Linked DNA regions of Gossypium hirsutum: region 2 is linked to region 1. The links are chromatin contacts, called in public Hi-C maps. All regions are on one chromosome and are shown on one strand. Each heading gives the region's core, a stretch centred on a gene start, on an enhancer-like site or on the middle of the called end of the contact. The rest is flanking DNA. Distances are from core to core; before and after follow the strand shown. Region 1 holds the start of LOC107954380 (gibberellin 2-beta-dioxygenase 2). Region 2 has its middle 9.8 kb from the start of LOC107954382.

Region 1 (5,145 bases), core at 1,905-4,404:
ATTTTCCTACAATTCACATCTGTTCAATTGTGTTGAATTGTAGGAAAATTTGGCAATATTTTTCTCCTCATTCCTTTTGTAAACAATTTGGCGTTTTGGCCTTAATATATGAGCGTTGATCCATGCAATTTGTGTTATCTCTTCTCTTCTAACATATGAGAATTGAAAAAATAAACATGTGAGAATTAAGAAATACAAATGTTTTTTTTTCCATTTGTTATCTTTTCTGATATCTGAATATTGAGAAATATAAATGAAATGAAGATTAAATATTCTTTCTAACTATTGTAAGCAACAAAAATATTACAAAACAATTTGTAATCAACAACCATATATTATATCCCATTTCAAGTCGTTCAAGTTTGTAAACAACAACATGAGCTGGTTAGTCATGTATACCAGTAGCCATGTATAACAACATAAGCAACAATATACCAGCATCAACATTACAAAACATAAGCTGGTTTTCAATGCTAACAACCACAACATAAGCTGATTTTTAAGGTTTAAAAAAACAACAAAACGGTTACAAATACAAGCACCAAAAACCAGGTTTTTCTCTCCCTCCTCATTGCATCGTCTAATGTCCTCACTTTTTTCAAAAGACCCAACAACACAATTCGTGATTGAGGCGTCAATGATGGATCAAGCTAGCTGAAAAATTGACATGGTTTTCGAAATCCACTGCCAAATTTCTTACACCCAAAAAACCTCCTACCTGGGTTGTCATTGGACCAAGACGTGTTTAATTTGGCTAGGTTTCCAAAATAGCACACCGAAATCACTTCAGGCATCTCCATTTACAAATATTTAATATTTTTATTTACCTTGAATAAATTAAGATTGATCGTATTTATGATCTTGAATTTCATGAATATTGATTATAAATATTTAATATTTTTATTTACAAATTGTTGTTGTTAGTGTGAATTTTGTGTTTGTGTTAATCGTGCATTTGACATATTACATTGATCTTGAAACACCAAAATATGTGGTTTTTACTTTTGCAAAAAACTAATAATCTTTTAATACAATGTCTAGAATTACACCCAAAAAACCTCCTACTTGGTTGTCATTGGACCAAGACGTGTTTAATTTGGCTGGGTTTCCACAATAGCACACCGAAATCACTTCAGGCATCTCCATTTACAAATATTTAATATTTTTATTTACCTTGAATAAATTAAGATTGATCGTATTTATGATCTTGAATTTCATGAATATTGATTATAAATATTTAATATTTTTATTTACAAATTGTTGTTGTTAGTGTGAATTTTGTGTTTGTGTTAATCGTGCATTTGACATATTACATTGATCTTGCAACACCAAAATATGTGGTTTTTACTTTTGCAAAAAACTAATAATCTTTTAATACAATGTCTAGGATTATCTGTAATCCCTTCCCAACCCTTAAATACTAGTTATATGTTGGCTTCATGATAAACAATCACAAATGAATGTATTTTAGCTTCTCAATTCTTCTTATATTTCATATAATTTGCCATAGTAATTATATTTACTAAGTTATTTTTTTTATAAATGAAAAAAAATTTAATAATGAAAATTTAAATACTTCAATTTTAGTATAGAAATTGATAAATATTGAATTTATATTATAAAATTGTTTAGTATACTAGTAAAACTTAAAAACTACGTATAATTGTATGATTTGATAATACTAAATCTTGAGTAAAATTTATTTATTTATTTTCCAAAAGATGAAATTTATTTTTGAGTAAAACATTTTTATATTATGTTTTTTTTTAAAAAAAAGCCAACAACAATGATCAATTTTCCATTTCTTGATTTGAAAATGAGATAAATATCAAAATTATACATGAACTATAGTTTAGTGGGCAATTGTATACATGAAATTTTGATTTGATTCAATTCTTGTAAATTATTAACAGAATTATTGATATAATATCATTTTATGTTTATATATTGCATGCATAAATAATTATATTTCTCTAATATACAAATAAATTGATGTATATATATTTTAAAATGTGTATGATTAAATTAAAATTAAAGTTTCAAGTATACATTTAAACCACAATTAGAGTTTCACGTGCATAATTGCACCAAATTAAAGTTCATATATGCAATTGGCATGCATGTTTGATTGTGTAATATGAAGTTGAAGTTGTAGAAATAAATAAACATTCTTTGATTAGAATTACAACTATATTACTAGAATTAATTATTATAAATATTAAATTCAATAATTTAATCATTTTAAGATAAATTCAGATGATGTTTAAACCTAAAAATTCAAAAGTTGTATAAGTAGAAGGACGTTTATATCTAGAAAGTTTGCACGTAGATGTATCATTAATGTACGGCGTTATTCTCCATATGCTTTTTCTTTTTTTAAAATTTGTAATTTTGTTGAAACTAGGAAATGATTTGAGTTTATGTTAAAATAGAAGTAGGTAATAATATTAAAGAAATAACCATCTACCATACATAATAAAGGATTAAAGGAGAATTAGGCCATTTTGACTAATTATTTTAATACAAGGAGGAGTAATATTAAAAGATAGTAATTGCGTTCAAACTGTACCGACTTGAGAAAAAAAAACACAAAGATGTTGATATTGAAAGAGATTAAGATTTGAACAACGGTCTATTAAAGACGCAATTAGTTGCGGTTGGTCCAAGTTAGGAGTAGAAAATCTTGGTTTTCGAACAATATGGGTATTGGCCGATGTAGTTAGTCAAACACTCAAAGCAGGCAGCGATGCGGATCTATTTATTAATACGCACATCCTTTGCTGCTTACAACTACAATCCCGGATAAGTAAATTATTATATCATTTTTATTTTCTGGTTTAAATGATGATATTCCATGCTCAAACTGTGCTTCCCCAATTTTGTGCTTTTTCTTTTAACAATATGCTGTACTTAACATTATTTTAAAATCATCGATCAAATATCAAGAGAAACAAAATTCTTCATGTATTAATGTTTTATTTTATTTTACAATACGTATATATATCTACCAAAAGATGTATATATATTTTTTATAGAAAGTCCACGTCTTCCTAAATTCGCGATACTCGCTCCATCTTTTATTATCATATTTATTTATTTAACATTTATATCACTGTCTTTCAATCTATCGTACTTGTATAAATAGGAGGCAGTTCCTTAGCCATGATAAAAGCTGAGAGTACTTCATTAAATTCTCTAGCCTTCCAATTGCTTTAAGTCTCGAAACAAAACAACAACAACAACAAAAAGAGAAGAAAAAATGGTTGGGGTGCCGTCGCCGGCATGTTTGAGAGCCAAGAAAACCAGGGCAGTAGGGATTCCGGTGGTTGATCTTTCTCTTGATAGGTCCATCGTGTCGGAGCTGATTGTGAAGGCTTGTGAAGAGTATGGAATCTTTAAGGTTATGAACCATGGGGTTCATTGGGAGATAATATCCAGATTGGAAGGTGAAGGGGTTCAGTTTTTTGGCAAACCAGCTGGTGATAAGCAACGGGCGGGTCCGGCCAACCCTTTTGGTTATGGTGTCAAAAACATCGGACTCAATGGCGATAAGGGTGAACTTGAGTATCTTCTTCTCCACACAAATCCTTTCTCTATTGCTGAACGTTCCGAATCCATCTCCAATCAGCCTCAAAACTTCACGTATGCTCCCCATTTTTTTATTTCTTGTTTTTGCTATCCTCTCTTCTCTCTTTATTCATGAAAAAGAAAAAGTTGCCCATTTCACGTAATAGTTGGAAAAAGGTTTTAGGAAGGTTGAAGAATAATACATATAAATATGGATATAAAACCATAACCGATGGAGTCAGAGTCAGAGGCTAGGGGGAAAGCGTCTGGTTTCTGTTTCTTGGCAACAGCGTTAAAGAATGCTTTACCCCATGCCCTATGGCTTGAGGAGTTTTTCATAAGGCTTTTTTTCTAGTTTGTATGTGAGTAAATACTATAGCAATGTGGCCCATTTGGTATACTTTTTAGAAATGAGATAGCTTTGAATTACACAGCAATTGGCAGGTATACAAGGGGAATTTAATTTTTGCAGAGTGTTTACAATTAATGCTTGGTTTGGTATCCTAGAAAGGGACATCTTCCTTTTATGATAAGAAGGAAAAAAGTTTAACCTCGGGTTTTGTGAAATGTCAAGGTATTCTTTCAATTCACAGTGGTTGGAGTAATTTTAAAATTTATGGATAGCTATTAGTTTTTAATGGATTTTTAAAACTTTGAGCTCATTCTCATAAATATTTTAAAAATTATATATATTTTTATTATAATTAGGTTGTATTTAATTTAATGAGTTTCTTTCTCTATATTTTTATTCATAAAAAATTGAGAAATTATTTTATGAATTCTTCTCACCACATCATCTATTGTTTATTTTCAATTATTTAATAATATTTCAGTAATTTTTTTCATGTCATTGATATATAATTTTAGTATTGAACCCTGAATCTTAAACTCAAATCTGAACCTTGAACCTCGAACCCTAAACTCGAAACCTGAACATCAAAACTTGAATTCAATATTTAAGGTTCAGAGTTTGATGTTCGAAGTAAGATTCTGGGTTCAGGATGTAGAGTAAAAAATTACTAAAATTATGTATAAATGACATGAAAAAATTACTGAAATATCACTAAATAATTAAAAAGAAACGATGGAAAGTCTACTTAAATTAATTTAGACGGTCACACAATTAGTGGAAGGCGGCTTTCCCGTAATCTTTGAGCACTTTATCAACAAAATAACCATCGTATTTGATTGGTTTTGTGCTGTCAACAATTATCCTCAACATGACATGCAATGCTTCTTTATAACCAGCCTAGGGCCAACCCTCCAAAGCCCATATTTATATATTGACAAATGGTACTAGCTAGCATTATTATCATTCATTGATTCTTCTTTAAACCCATTTTTTAGAGGAGTCATTGTCATATAAAAAGTGATTTTATTTGCATGAGAAAAAAGGTTGAATTATAATTAGCTTCATATAAGTCGACCAACAAAATCAATATCTTCATGACTAAATCAAGGGAAAAACATAAAAGATTCCTTGAAAAAGATTGTTGAAAACTCCAATTGTGTTACAATTATTTCAAATGAGTAACGATATTGAAGCGATAAAGGAAAGATATTATGATCTAAATGTTT
Region 2 (5,145 bases), core at 831-3,330, 70 kb after region 1:
ATTTCGTTAACTATAAAAGTATCATAAAAGTCTTTGTACTATATTTTGGTTCTCTTACTAAAAAATAAGTAAATTGGTCCATGTACATTAGACAAAAAGCAAAATATTCTTTCAATTGGAAATTTACTATTAAATGTTTATTTTGGTATTTTATATATAATCATAATAACAAATTTAGCCATCCACCTTTTCGCATTTATTCAATTTAATCAATATTATTTTATTTGATTCCTTACTACATGACACTATTTTATTCAATAAATAATTTAAATGTCATAAAAAATTAAAAAAATTAAGGAAAAAATTTCTTCAAAAATTTCAATATTGTATTGCTTGCAACCGGCTGTAATACCGATTTATCATCCCAATACCAATCTATTTCTATAATAATGATATATCCATTATTGAAGCGATTAAAATTATTGGGTAAAATATATTAATAGTCATCTAACTATTACTGTTTTTTTAGATCATATAATTGTTCAATTTTTTCATTGTTTTGTCACTTGTCGTTAAATGGCTAAAGAAAATTTGATGTTTTATCTTTTTAAAAATGATTTAATAGCAATTTTAAATCTCAAACATTTATATATTGTGTCAATTTAGTCTTAATTTTTTTAAAAAATTAACTATTAATGTCCACAAAAAATAGTTAATTATCATTGAGAAATATCAAGTTCTCAACCATTTAAAGCACAAGAAAAGTAATTTATTTGGGGATTATCTAATTTAATAATAAGCAAAATTAAAAAAAAACTTTTTGTTTTTAATTTTAATTTATTCATTGTGTATTGAATTATATTTTCATGTAAAAATAGGATAAATTAGGAGATGTGTAAACATTAAGAGCTATTTTTAAAAAAAATTAAGACTAAATTGTCACAATGTATAAATGTTTGAGGGTTAAAGTTATTATTATGTCAATTTTAAAAGCTAACACATCATCTTTCCATTACCTATTTAACAGTTGGTGAGAAAAAAAGGAAAAGATCGAATAGTTGAGTGACTATTTTGTAACTTTTCATAATTGGGTAACTAAAAAATACTTGCTTAAGTGACTAGCATTATAATTTACTCAAAATTAATGTCATCCATAATATATAACATATATAAATTCAATTATTTGATTAATTTTTTTATATTTGTTAAAGAATATAAAAAATTGTATATTTGATCAAATTTAAATTCTCACTGGGGATGAGGCTTAAACTTTTGTTGGAATATGATGGCTTCAAATGCTTTATACTTACTAATATTAGTTTTTAATTACTTCTACTTTGTGGGGTGATGCGGAAGCTAGGAATTAAATTTTAGAAGCTCCAACAATCAACTCGAAGTAAACCAAATTAAAAAAAAGCTTTCTTAGAAAAGAAGAAAACCAGGGCAACAAAGACTTTTGAACCTTCAAGAACTCAAAAAATTCAATCAAATAAATTAAAACTCAATCAAGAATTTCTAGAATTAAAGAAGTAAATGAAACAAACAAAGATGAAAGAATAGAAAGATGAAATCGAAGGTAGAAGATCAATGATAAATGACGCAAAAGTAGATGGATAGATAGATAGCCTAGACTACTTTGGTGAACTTTGCTATGATTTATATTTCTGTTTAAATAGTTGAAAGTAATTAGTTGAGAGTTGCGTCTTTATTAATTGGTTTAATGATACGGTGAGTTTCGGGTTGGACAAAACGGGAGCGTTTAGTAAGTTGTTAGCTAAAAACGGTTATTTCCTTTCATTATATTACGTGTAACAGAAAAGGGGGAAGGCGTGAATATTGAAGATTGAATTTCAGCTATTTTACTCTCTAGCTCTTTCTCTTCTTATTCTCTCATCTTCTCTTCGATTCTATTTCTTCTCAAAACAAACGTTCTTCAACAAGGGTATCAGAGCTTCAGCGATCCTCATGGCCGGCGAGGGAATCACCACGAGAATGTAAAAGGAGCTGGGTCAGATCCAAGGTGAACTTCTGCATACACAATTAGAGTTTTCTCACTTGGATGCACGAATCGATAGTAGATTGAAGGATTTACAGGAAGACATTAAATCGGAGGTACGTACTGAACTTCGTTCTGAGCTCCATTCTCTGTTTGAGCAGTATTTTGGTCAAGGACCTCCAGTGGCAGCGGGATGTGCGGGTAGTAGTAAAGGAAAAGGTATTCTGGGATCTCCACCTGGATTCTCGACTCAGGAGCATGTGGTCGTATCTCCAGTGGCGGAGCTAGGTCACTCTAACACCTTTTCATGAGCAATGTTAGCAGAGACGGATCGGTCCTCTTTTAGAATGTCCTGCCCGTTATTCGATAGTGACAACTTTCGCGGATGGTGGTCGAAACTTGAGCAATATTTTGAATCCGAGGGGATCGGGGATCATGCTAAGGTTTGGCTGGTAATGCTTCATCTGGAAGGTAAAGCTTTTGATTGGCATCACTTCTTTGCTAGAAGACATGGGGGCTTACATCAATTGTCATGGGAAATTTATGCACGGGGGTTGAGGGAGCGATTTAGATCGGATTCTTTCCTTGATCCTATGGCTGAGTTGGTGACTCTCAAGCAGATAGGTACTGTTGATCAGTACCATGATGGATTTTTAAGCTTATTGAACCAGTTAAACTTACCTGAAATGTATGCTTTGAGTATATTCCTGAGTAATCTTAAGCCTGAGATAGGTTAATATCTTCGGTTATTTAAGCCTCAGTCATTAGTGGAGGCTTTCAACTTGGCCAGGCAAGTGGAAAACATTGTGTTTGGCACAGCTAAACGGGACATAGCTACTATAGAAGCCAGTGTGGGAAGACCCTTACTCCTTGGGGTTAAACACTTCAGAGGAAATGGCAACCTTAGTTCAACAATGAGTCAACCAATGGCAAATTCAGCTCTAAAATTCCTTCCAAATCACTATCGCAAGCTGAATTGGAGGACAGACGGAAAAAAAGACTTTGTTTCTAGTGTGGCCTTAAGTATACACCAGGACACAAGTGTTCCAAATCCCTGGTGTATCAGTTAGTGGTGGAGCCCTTGGAGGACAGTTCTGCTGAAGCTAAGAGCCCCTCTCAGGAAGACTTTCAAGACTGTTCTGAACAATTAGAAGCTACGGAGGTTGGGTCGGGAAGTTCTACTCTGGTGTTATCACTGCATGCTTTGCATGGTTCACAAGGTCATAACACCATGAGGTTTTCCACAGTCATTGACCAAGTTGAGGTAGTAGCCTTAGTTGACTCAGGCAGTACACACAATTTCATTGATTTTAAGGTGGCTAAACGTTTGAAGCTGACTATCGAACCTGCCCCTAGTTTGAAAGTAATGGTGGCAAATGGTGTCAGACTGAATACTCAAGGTCTATGTCGGGCTGTGCAGTGGGAAGCTCAGGGATATAGGTTCATTACTGATTTTTTAGTACTTTCGGTCAAGGGGTTTGACTTAGTACTTGGAATTCAATGGTTATTGTCCCTAGGACCAATTATATGGGATTTTGCTAAATTAACCATGCAGTTCCAGTGTGGGAACCAGACATGCAATCTATTGGGTATTGTACCTGGGGCGATGCAGCTTGTTTCGAGTAGTCGGTTCTCCAAATGCATGAGCTTGGCAGGTAATGGTCCTTGTCCGGTGTTGTTGACTTCTAGTGATCAAACTATCCTTACGTTGCAGTCAGTTCCATCGTCATCCGAATTGCAAACACTTCTGGAAGATTTTGAGGATGTGTTTCAGGTACCTACACAGCTTCCCCCACCTCGGCTACAGGACCACAAGATACCTTTGGTGAATGAAGCTCAGGTGGTCAAAATTCGGCCTTATAGACATCCCGCAATGCAAAAAGCAGAAATTGATAGACTCGTTCAGGAGATGTTGCAGGCTGGAATTATTAAAGATAGTAATAGTCCTTTTGCTTCTCCGGTAGTCATGGTCAAGAAGAAGGATGGAAGTTGGCGACTCTGTATAGACTACAGACAACTGAACCAGCTAATGGTTAAAGATAGATTTCCAATTCCCATCATTGAAGAGTTGTTAGATGAACTGGGACGGGCAAATTTTTTTTCGAAGCTGGATTTGCGTTCTGGTTATCACCAGATTCGAATGAATGAGCGGGATATTTTCAAAACAGCATTCCGAACTCACGAGGGTCACTATGAGTTTTTGGTCATGCCCTTTGGCCTGACCAATGCACCTTCGAGCTTTCAATCCTTGATGAATTCTATTTTTTGATCCATGCTGAGGAAGTCGGTGCTGGTATTTTTTTACGACATTCTCGTATATTCGTAGGGGCGGACTGATCACTTAAGCCATCTACGTGAGGTTCTGCAAGTACTTCACGACAATCAACTTTTTTGTCAAAAAGTCTAAGTGCAGTTTTGGAGCCACACATGTGGAGTATTTAGGCCATATCATCTGTCAAGGGACTGTTAGCATGGATCAAACCAAAATAACGAGCGTACTAGATTGGCCCCCTCCACGATCGGTCAAGGAATTGCGGGGATTTCTTAGACTATCTGGGTATTACAGGAGGTTTATACGAGGCTACGGGTTAACAGCTAAACCCCTCACTGTATTGCTACGCCAAGGTGTATCATGGTAGTGGACAAAACATGAACAACAGTCCTTTGACCAACTCAAGTCATCGGTTTGTCAGGCTTCAGTCTTGACTTTGCCGAATTTTCAAAAGCAGTTCTGTGTTGAAATAGATGCCAGTGGGCAAGGAGTTGGGGCAGTTCTTCAACAGCATGGCAAGCCAATCGCATTCTTTAGCAAAACTTTGGGAATCAAATACCAAGCTCTATCCATCTACGATAAGGAGATGATGGCAGTGCTATTAGTAGTAAAAAAGTGGCACTCTTACCTTGTCGGCAGGCCCTTTATTAACAAAACCGATCATCAGAGTTTGAAGTTCCTTTCTGAGCAACAAGCTATTACACCATATCAACAGAAGTGGGTCGCTACAATGTTGGGGTATGATTACTCAATTATGTATCGTAAGGGGACCCAAAATGCAGTAGCCGATGCGCTATTAAGGAAACCTTCAGCATTAGATCACCAATTGTTCCAATGTGACGGTAGTCAGGAGTCAAGTTGGTCTACAATCCGGGAACGTATTTTAAAGTTGTACGAGACTGATCAGAAGCTCTCTCGACTTTGTGATCAAGTACGT

What was found. A called contact is a pair of places that touch in the nucleus more often than the background predicts.
Region 2: a Hi-C map of fibers shows a contact between it and region 1, with 2.5 times the contacts expected there. The contact joins the enhancer-like site here to the promoter of LOC107954380 in region 1. A contact is called at or near these places in 8 of 34 Hi-C or Micro-C datasets (anther, fibers, leaf and 1 more).

What each region holds. Positions count from the first base shown.
Region 1 is chrD07:20,922,737-20,927,881 of Gossypium_hirsutum_v2.1, forward strand. It overlaps LOC107954380 (gibberellin 2-beta-dioxygenase 2), which reads left to right and starts at 3,155. Exons shown (of 3, transcript XM_016889921.2): 1 at 3,155-3,642. The coding sequence starts at 3,260.
Region 2 is chrD07:20,993,396-20,998,540 of Gossypium_hirsutum_v2.1, forward strand. No RefSeq gene overlaps it. Among protein-coding and RNA genes, the nearest start is that of LOC107954382, 9.8 kb to the right of the region's middle. Within about 2 kb of position 2,081, at least 4 of the 9 cell types and tissues checked have an H3K27ac peak or open chromatin away from gene starts, as enhancers often do. A contact at or near this core is called in fibers, where this site is marked.